Regions from separate parts of the Sus scrofa genome. Here region 1 is linked to region 2. Evidence: chromatin contacts called from public promoter capture Hi-C data. All regions are on one chromosome and are shown on one strand. The core of a region is the stretch at or near the end of the contact, and the rest is flanking DNA. Distances in the headings are between cores, read along the strand shown. Region 1 holds the start of BCL10 (B-cell CLL/lymphoma 10). Region 2 holds the start of ZNHIT6 (zinc finger HIT-type containing 6).

Region 1 (4,574 bases), core at 244-2,743, 350 kb after region 2:
CACACACACACACACGAATTTAAACTCCAGGAGGAAAGGAATTTTTAACTATTTCGTTCATAGCTATTTCCCCAGCACCTAGAACAGTGTCTGGCCCATAGTTGACATTCAACAAATATTTGTGAATGAAAGAACAACTAGTTAAGTGAATTGGGTTAGAAAAAGATGACGGAAGATTAAGCAATCAGAAAAAATACTGTGTATGAATATGGACAAACACACATGATGTAATGTTAAAAGTAAGATCCCTGCCCTGTGATGGAAAAATACATTGATGCGGCCTTGACAACATTGTTGTTTTCTGGTTCTTGTTTTCCCTTCCTTTAAAGGATTCTGGATCCTCAAATTTGTCTTCCGCCCCCTGGTCCGCATTTTTATCTACCCTCTAGCTTCCAAATACCATATACTTTCTTTCTAGTTTATTTACCATGTTGTCCAAACAATCGTCTTGGGCCCTGAGCCCTTTCCGGACTTATCACCCTCGTTACTTTGGATGCACCGTTCTGAGAATCGTATCTGTTCATCAGTCTCCCCCAGAAAGATGGGAGAACTCTTACGGGACTGGGTGTCTAGAATATAGTAGGAAGGACTCAATAAATGTTTGAGCAAGAGCTGAGCACGGACTGTGGGCCCAGACCTCTAAGAACCTCACATCTGTCACGTCATTGAATTGTCACCTGTGAGAGGTAGAAGAGACACATCTTCATCCCTCAGATGAAGAAATAAGGAAATACGTTTATCATAAACAGTGACCAGAAAGTATGCAGAGGTTAAATGAGGTGTTAAAGTGATGGCATTGTAGGCGGTTTTTCTCTTTCAGAAATTCCTTCAATATGAACTGCAGTTAGGCTGTATATGAGTCTCGTGTGCGCGCGCGCGAGCGTCTGTGTGTGACCAAACCATTGTAAAACTTGCGTGGGCAAACAGCAACAGGAAATCGGTGGGCAGGGGCTGGGAGAAGGGGAGGAACACAGCAGCACCGACCAGCAGAGCTCCAGCTGCATCAGAGCCGCCCGCGCGGGCGGCGACCGCCCACAGACCGAGCCGCGCCGGCCCCGCCCACGGAAACGATCCTCTCGGGAGGCCTCCCCCCGCCCCATGCAAACGACCTGGAGGCCGTGGGCGGGGCCACCCTGGAAGGGCTCCGGCCGGGGGCGGGACCAGGCCGGCCGCGGGCTGGCTCCGATTGGCTCTCGGAGAGACGGGACGGGCTCTCCGAGGGCCGGCCTCCCAGAGGGGCGGTCCTGCGCCCCGGCCTCCGCGAGCGCGCAGGAGCCGAGCCCGGAGCTCGGCGTCTAGACGCGTAGGTCTGCGCCGCCGTCGGCCCGGAGGCAGAGCCGGAAGCGCTTGTTTGACCCTCGGTCCCCCTGTTTTCGAGGAGGTAGCCGTCCCCCCACCCTCTCCGCCTCCCCTCCCCACCCCTCCTCGGGAGGCCGAAGCCCCCAGCCTGGGCGGGGCGGCGCAGCCCGAGCGCGGACCCGGAAGGAGCGCCGTCCCCCGCCTCCGCCATGGAGCCCGCCGCGCCGTCCCTGACCGAGGAGGACCTGACCGAAGTGAAGAAGGACGTGAGTAGCACGGCCGGGCCCGGGCGGGCGGGCGGGGCGGGCTGCGTGCCTGCGGGCGACGGGAGCGGAAACCCGGCGGCCCGGCCCGGCCCGGCCCGCAGCTGGGGAGCAGCGCGCGGTGGGAGAAGCGGCAGGTCCGGGCGCCGCGGGAGCCGAGCCGGCATCGCGGGGACCTGGTGGAAGCGGTCCGACCCCTGGTGACCTGTGAACTCGCGTGTTAAATCAATCAAAGCGGGGCTTGGGTTTCTGGAACCTTGTTGGGTGGAGCGCTCCTTCACAGCCTCCGGCCCACTCCCCACCCATCCTCTGGCGCTTCCAGGGGTGGAGCTACGTTGTCGGAAGTCGGCGACTCAAGCTCGTCCTTGAGTCTGAGCCTTGGCTGCTGGCTCTCTCAGCCTGGAGCAAAAGCTGGACCAGGTAAAGCATCCCAAGCAGTGGAGCAAATATGTGAAACTTTGGCAGCGGGGGTTGAGGGAAGCTCAGCAGCTGAAAGCACGAGTCGGAATTCCCCTAGAAAGCAAACGCCCACGTATTTAAATCGGAGGGGCGAGGGGGAGGGGACGGGGGCCGGGGCCCGAAGGCCGAGAATTTATTTACAGGTGAACGCTGGAAACATTCGGTAGCTGCGTTATGCTCCGCTGCTTGGATGCTGCAGAAATGTACAAATCTTAATATTTATTCACCAAGAGTGACTTGTTTCTCTTACCCTTTGCTCTTAGTTGTTTGTTTTGCTTTGTGAGACTTGTATGAGTACCATTAAAATACTTTGTATTAATTCACATTTTAAAAATCAACATGAACTGTGTTCTCGCTTAGCGCCGCAGTGCTGTACAAAACCACCTTTGTGAAGTGGACAGGAAGCAGCTTTTTAAATGTTCCTGTGCTTCCTTTTCCCTCACCTGTGAGGTTTATCACACTGTACCCATAATGCAGAGTCGGTGTGACTCATTAGCAGAAGGACTCTGGTTAAGAGTAGGGCTTGTGCCTTAATTTCCTCCTTCAGCAGATAATTCTGGGGCGCTCACTAGATGGAAAGCACTGTTCCTCGGCCTGGAAAGATACCCAAAAATGACAGGTCCCTGCTTCCCATTCCCGTCAGAACTCGGATGTTGGTAACTACTAAAGAATGAGTGTTGTGCTGTTCAGGATTTGTGCCAGTAAAAGCATGAACTTCAGGAGGCAGGTGCTGCATCGCACGGTTTACAGTGTTCTAGCGTCATCTGTACACCAGCCTCTGAGGGGGATCGCTGTCTTTTCCATTTTACAGTTGACAAAACAGGTAGTGAGAGGTTGCAAGTGGGAGGTTCCAAAACCCGCACACAAACACAGATGTGAAGGGTGACTGCCAGGCCTGTATTTTTTGCCGTCAGCTCATTGACATTCTCCATCTCCAAGATTTCAGTGCACAGCCAGCTCTGAAATTCATAACCTTGGGGAATCATGCACCGGTTTCAGGACAGCTGTGAAAAAAATAGAGCTGCTCATTTTTTTCTTAGAACATTTTTTCACGTGATGGAAATGGTTTATGACCTTAGAAGGTTTAAAATTATCATACATATATTTGGCCTGCCTTCTTTCCCAAATCTAAGTGCTTATTTCCAAATAGTTGCGGGAAATCCAGTTTGATATCCTTCAGATTCCTCACCTTGTCTAAGGTTGATCATTTTATCATCCCTCCCTCAAAGCTGCTTGTTGTTTCTGCTGTTTTCTCTCTTGAAGAATATACAATCATCCCTCTGTAACTATGGAGGACTGGCCGCTGATACTAAAATCCATGGATGGAGTTCCCGTCATGGCTCAGCGGTAACACACCTGACTAGTATCCATGAGGACGCAGGTTCCATCCCTTTCCTCACTCAGTGGATTAAGGATCCGGCGTTGCCGTGAGGTGTGGTGCAGGTTGCAGATGAGACTCGGATTTGGTGTTGCCGTGGTGTAGGCCAGGAGCTACAGTGCAGATTTGACCCTAGCCTGGGAACTTCCATACGCCTCAGGTGATACCCTAAAAAGGCAAAAAAAAAATCCCGTGGATGGGCAAGTCCCTGGTAAGCGCTGTCCAGTTAGTCCTCCCAGGGATCGTGCCGTGTATTTATTGGTGATGACCAGTGGGGAATCTGAAGCTAGAGAGGCTGAGGAGCTTGCCCAGCTCCCACAGGAGATCGTGGCAGATGCAGGATTTGCACTGAGGTGGGCCTGGGTCCAGAGCCGTGCTCTTAACTTCTCCACTATTCTGCCATGTGAGAAACTTTATCCTTTAAGTTGCGGTGGAACACAGTGTTTCACATTTTTTAAAAATTAACAGCATTTCAATCTTAGTAGAATTCATCTCACACTCCAGATTTCCATTTTTTTTTCTTGAGCAATGAGACGTCTGATGATGTGTGGGGAGGAATTTGAGGGCTGTGGGGAGAGAAGGAAGAGGTACAGCGAGGTGTCTTGTTAGCAGTCCAGGCAGAGTACAGGGGACCAGAACTAGGACGGTGCTAGGGCTCGGGAGGGAGAGGGGGCAGATGAGAGAAGTGTCGAGGGCGGACTGGTGGGACTTGGAGGAAGGGTGATCCAGTGTGGCAAGCGAGTGAAAGGGGAAAAGCCCAGGACGAGTTGTCGGGGTGTATCGCGCGTCTGGACGGATGGCGGCCCTCCCAGGGGAGCCGAGAGCGTCCGAGGAAAAGGATGGGGACGCAGATGCGGCTTGGGGCGTGTTGAGTTTGAAGTACTGCCGGCATCTCTAGGTGGAGAGAGTCTTGATCATAGGCATTTTCAGGAGTCATCCACGCACAGGGGTTGGAAATTGCAGCAGTTGAGCTTTTCCAAGGAGACGGTCTTTTTAAGTCTGTGTTTCTCATTTGTTATCCCCACAGCTTAAATTCTCGCACTCAGCACATCCTGGGTAAGAGAGTTCAGCAGTCTTCTCATGTCTCCTTTGACCCGTTTTTGTTTCTCCCAATCGTCTGTAAAAGTCTTCTTTTCGCCTCTTATTTATAAACCTTTGATGAGGTCCCCCCGCCA
Region 2 (4,384 bases), core at 1,337-3,836:
TCTTGAGCTAATCATTTTATTTCTCTGGGTCTTCATTTCCTTACCCGTCCACTCAGTCAGTGGTCAGGAAAGGACCTTCCAGTCTTCACTCTAAAAAGAGCCAGACAGCTGTGATTACACACAGCACCTGCTGAGCCCCCACATGGTCTTAACCGTCCCTAATAGGCACTCTGTCGGGGTATTTCAGTCTTGGCTAAGATGCTTTCCTACAAAGCATTTCCAGCTTTGTAACTGTTAAACTGAACTCAACTACGATTTCAACAAAGGGCCAGCTCCCAAAGTGGGGGGGGTGGGGGGCTGCATCCTGTTACGGGGATAGAGATGACAGGGGACAGCAGGAAGGTCCAGCCCTACACTGAAGGAGCTGGGCTTATCCCTCTAGTCCACTGAGGTTGAAAAGGGAGGGAAAGGGGTTGGAGGAGCTGGAGAGGAATTCAATGAGAGCCCCGCAGAGGACTTCTTCCTGCCCTGTCCATGCCACAGCTGTGGTCACAGTCACTACCCTTGCTCTTTGTCCAAAAGCCCAGAGGTCCCTCCTCCAGGACCACTCAGGTCTCCCTTTTCCTTCAAATCTGCCACCTAACATGACCACAACCTCCGATACCACCATTCAACTACAGTCCTACAGTGCCGACTGCTTCTTAGATTAGTGATGAGCTTTGGTGCTCTCAAGAATCTTACTGGTTTAACAATTTTCCCTCCAGTGACTGTGGAAAAAAACACATATTACAAGAACAAATGCAGAAAAATTACAAATATCCAAAACACTCCAAAGTGTTTCTCCTTCTGGCGTCTGATATGCAGTTCCACAACTTTCTCTGGGATCTTAAATAGAAACCCAGGTGGTTCTATTCACTTGAAAATAAACACTTCCTCCTGTTGCTCCCAACCCCCCAAAGCTAGCAAGGCCACATGGATTCTTTCATTTAGCCCCGATTCCTAGTACAAACATGTAATCTGGCCTGCAAATCTGAGACAGGCCGGGACCTGGGACCCTTTGCAGCAGTGCTTACACCCAGACAAACATCTCCTCTAGCAACAAGATACCAAGAAACTAAAAACTAAAAACACTGCTGCCTTCTTGCCCAGTTGGGGCAAATTATGAACAAGATACAAAGAGACCAAAAACCCAAGTGCCACTTCTAAGGAGCCCAGAGCAAGACCCGGCTACTCTCCGGCACCCTGCACACGGAGGGGGTGGTCAGACCACCTAAGCCATTGCCCGGGTTGATGCAGGACCCACCCCTCTCCTCAACCCGCATAAGGAAGCAGGTCGCCCCCACTCAGGCCGAGAGCAAGGGCACCTGTTCCTTGTTTTCACTTCCTTCTGCTGCAAGTCCCAATAAAGCTTTGCCTGAATTTCTTTTCTGGCCTCTTGTCAATTCTATTGATTAAGGGCTCCTGGTACAGAACCAATCCAGGTAGGTTCTCTGACTCCACAGGCAACTGACACCTCTAAGCACCTGGGGGGGGGGGGGGGAGGCGGGAGGAGAACTGTCCATTTTACTCCATTGGAAACTTCTTCCTCTTATGCACAAAAAAAATTGACTAAACTTTCCTAACTTAATTCAAAACTCCTTCTCGCACTACTTAATTAGTGGAGCCCCACTAAGGTTTCAGAACTACCTCTCTTCCTCACTGGGCTCGCTCTAAAATTCCCACTCCCTGATCCACGTGCGAATGAGTGCTCACACCTGAATGCCCTCCAAACTGTAACAGGATTTGAGGGAGTCGCACAGAGCAGCCCACAGCCAAAATGCATTTCTTTGAAGTCTCCTTCCGCAGAAAAAAACATATCAATCTCACAGACATGAGCTGATGATTAGGTGAAAGTGCCTAAGGCACACTATGCAGTAAAACAATTTTAAAGTAACTGAAATGGATGTCAGGAAATTTTCAGTTTTTTGTATTTTTGTGTATTTTTTTTTAAATATATCTTTTATTCCTGGGGACTGAATTTTTGACCTAGTCTTTGGGTAGAGAGATTATTATCTATAAAGTATATTCATTTATTCTCTAAGAGAAACCTGTAGGATGCTGCAAATGTGGACCGGGCTGACGCCGGGTGTTACTGACCAAGAATTGAAGGAATAAAAGTTAATGCCCTCTTTCCTGAAACCTATCAGGATTCCCAGTAATAACAGCCACCATATACTGTTTGTTTCATCACCGCCAGCTTATTTCCATGCACCATTACACCTAATCGTTTAAATAAACTAAAAGATTTGTAAATACCACCGTCTGCGGAGCAGAGCTGGAGAAACTGAAGCGTAGAGAGGCGTGATATTAGGTGTTCCTCCCATACGCGTCTGGACTGAACCGTCTGCGCAGGCCGGGGCGGCTCCTCCCATCCCCGGGTCGCGAACGCCCGGCGTCGGGCTCGGCGCGTAGCTCCTCGGCGCTCCCGGAAGCGCGTGGCCACGTGCAGAGAGCGCGGGCTCCCCGACCGCAGGCTGGGAGAAACCCCGCCCCGAAGGCGGGCTCGCAGTGGGCGTGGCCCCAAGCCGATTTCCGGGAGGAGCTGTGCCGGCCGGCGGCCGAGCCGTAAAGGGCTCCACGAGTCGTGAAGCGGCGACGCGCGGAAGCGTTGCTTTACGACTATTCGAGCAGAGGCTCGGGGCCGGCGTCTGCCGCTCGCTTTTTCTGGGGTCCACACGTGGGCCGCGGTCGGTGTTCTGGCCGGTAGTTCGTACCTGTTGGCTTGGACGAGCCACATTGAAGGACAGAGTATTGGCGGAAGTCAAAGATCCGGAGCTGATGGATTTCGCTGCTGAAAATGAAGAGACGTCGGGAGGAGGTCAGAGCGGAGCTGAGGGGGCGCGGCTAGGTCTGGAGTCCGATGGAGAGAGAGTCCGGGGCACCGGAGGGACCGAGGAGGCTGGAGGTGGGGAGGCGGGGAGTGCACTGGACGGAACGGGGAAGATAGGGGAAGGCGCAGGAGGTGGACGAAGGGCAGGGATGCGGGTGGACCTAACGGTCGTGAAGCAGGAAGTAGTGGACTGGTCAGAAACGGAACAAGGTGTGTTGAATGACCCGTGGGCGAAGCAGGAGGTGGAGGACGGGCCCGAGGTGAAAGAGGAAAAACCAGGCACCCTGGAGGTGAAGCAGGAGACGGATAGCAATCTGATGGTAAAAGAAGAGGAGGAGGAAGAGCCAGAGGTTAAGGAAGAGAAGGTGAAGGTGAAGGAAGAAGTGACGGACTGGCTAGAAGTGACGGAAGAGAAGAAAGACAGCTTGGAGATTAAACGGGAGGAGGTGTTTCTAGGTCAGAACATAAAAACGGAGGAAAGAGTGGATGGAATGTGTGTAAAAGAAGAGAAGAATGTCCCGAAAGAAGAGGTGATGGCCGATGCACAGGTGAAAGAAGAGCCTCAGATGCATCCCCCAGTGGGCTCCAAGCGGAAACTGGCCATGTCCAGGTAGGGCAGGGAGAAGTCCATTGGGGGAGTAAAGCCGTGGGGTCCTGGGTGGTCTAGACTGAAAGAAACTACCAGCAGGGTGCGGAATAATGGGGAAAAGGCACCACTTGGGGTCCCTGGAGCCTGAGTAGTGGGGGAGGGGCGTTTGGGAAGGGGAGGTTTGTCAGATGACAACAAATACAGTGAAAATACGTGCGTTGGTACTAGAGTCCAGTGGCCAAGTTGGGAAGTGAAAATTCTTGGAATCAGACAACCCTGGGATCAGATTTTTCTTGACTTAATATTCTCTGGGCTCAGTATTCCTTTGAGAGTATAGAGGTGAGAAAAAGTCTCACAAAACCAACAAGACAAGAACAAAATGGAGTAAGTTAAAATTAGGCAAAATACATTGGAATTCACCCGATTGTTTTGTTTCTTTATGGATCTATGAATATTTATTACTTTTGATTTAGTTTCCTTAGTGTGATCATGTGGTGGCATGGGAAGTAAAAGAGTAGTCAGACTCTTGGGGCTTTTACTGTCTCAAACATAGTGGATCCAGTGGAGCTGTAGTTGATTGTCGGTATCCCAAGATCCTGAAAGAGTAGCTGAAGACATTGGTGGGTAACAGGATTTCTAAATTATCTTGGTGCGCATTCTAGGTTGGGTGGGCAGTTGAGGAAGAAAGATGCAGCTGCTCCTCTCTCAATTTGTCTGGGTCTTATATCCTTTTCTAGTGCGTGTGCTGTTCAGATATATAAGCATAGCTTCTGGCTTAGACTTCTGGGGATGTGCACACACAGTCATTAACAGTGTCAGGAATTACAAGTTAAAATATCATTGATCTCATCCTCTGATTACAGTAGAAGAAGAAGTCCAAGGGAGATGACTTTTTAAAATTTAATGTTTTCTTGAATTACGTTTTATAACAACATTGTAAACGTAGTTGTTATTTAGAGACTGTTTCCTAGAAGAGAAATTTCTAA

Evidence for each region. Promoter capture Hi-C pulls out the DNA fragments that hold promoters and counts their contacts.
Region 1: a promoter capture Hi-C map of liver shows a contact between it and region 2, with 8 times the contacts expected there. The contact joins the promoter of BCL10 here to the promoter of ZNHIT6 in region 2. A contact is called at or near these places in 3 of 5 promoter capture datasets (fetal liver, fetal skeletal muscle and liver), 3 of 47 Hi-C or Micro-C datasets (fibroblasts, liver and mesenchymal stem cells) and 2 of 2 datasets of contacts at active chromatin or transcription factors (alveolar macrophages and skeletal muscle).

The regions. Positions count from the first base shown.
Region 1 is chr4:130,643,934-130,648,507 of Sscrofa11.1, forward strand. It overlaps BCL10 (B-cell CLL/lymphoma 10), which reads left to right and starts at 1,494. Exons shown (of 3, transcript NM_001103213.2): 1 at 1,494-1,565. The coding sequence starts at 1,509.
Region 2 is chr4:130,295,523-130,299,906 of Sscrofa11.1, forward strand. ZNHIT6 (zinc finger HIT-type containing 6) reads left to right here and starts at 2,587. Exons shown (of 10, transcript NM_001243449.1): 1 at 2,587-3,419. The coding sequence starts at 2,758.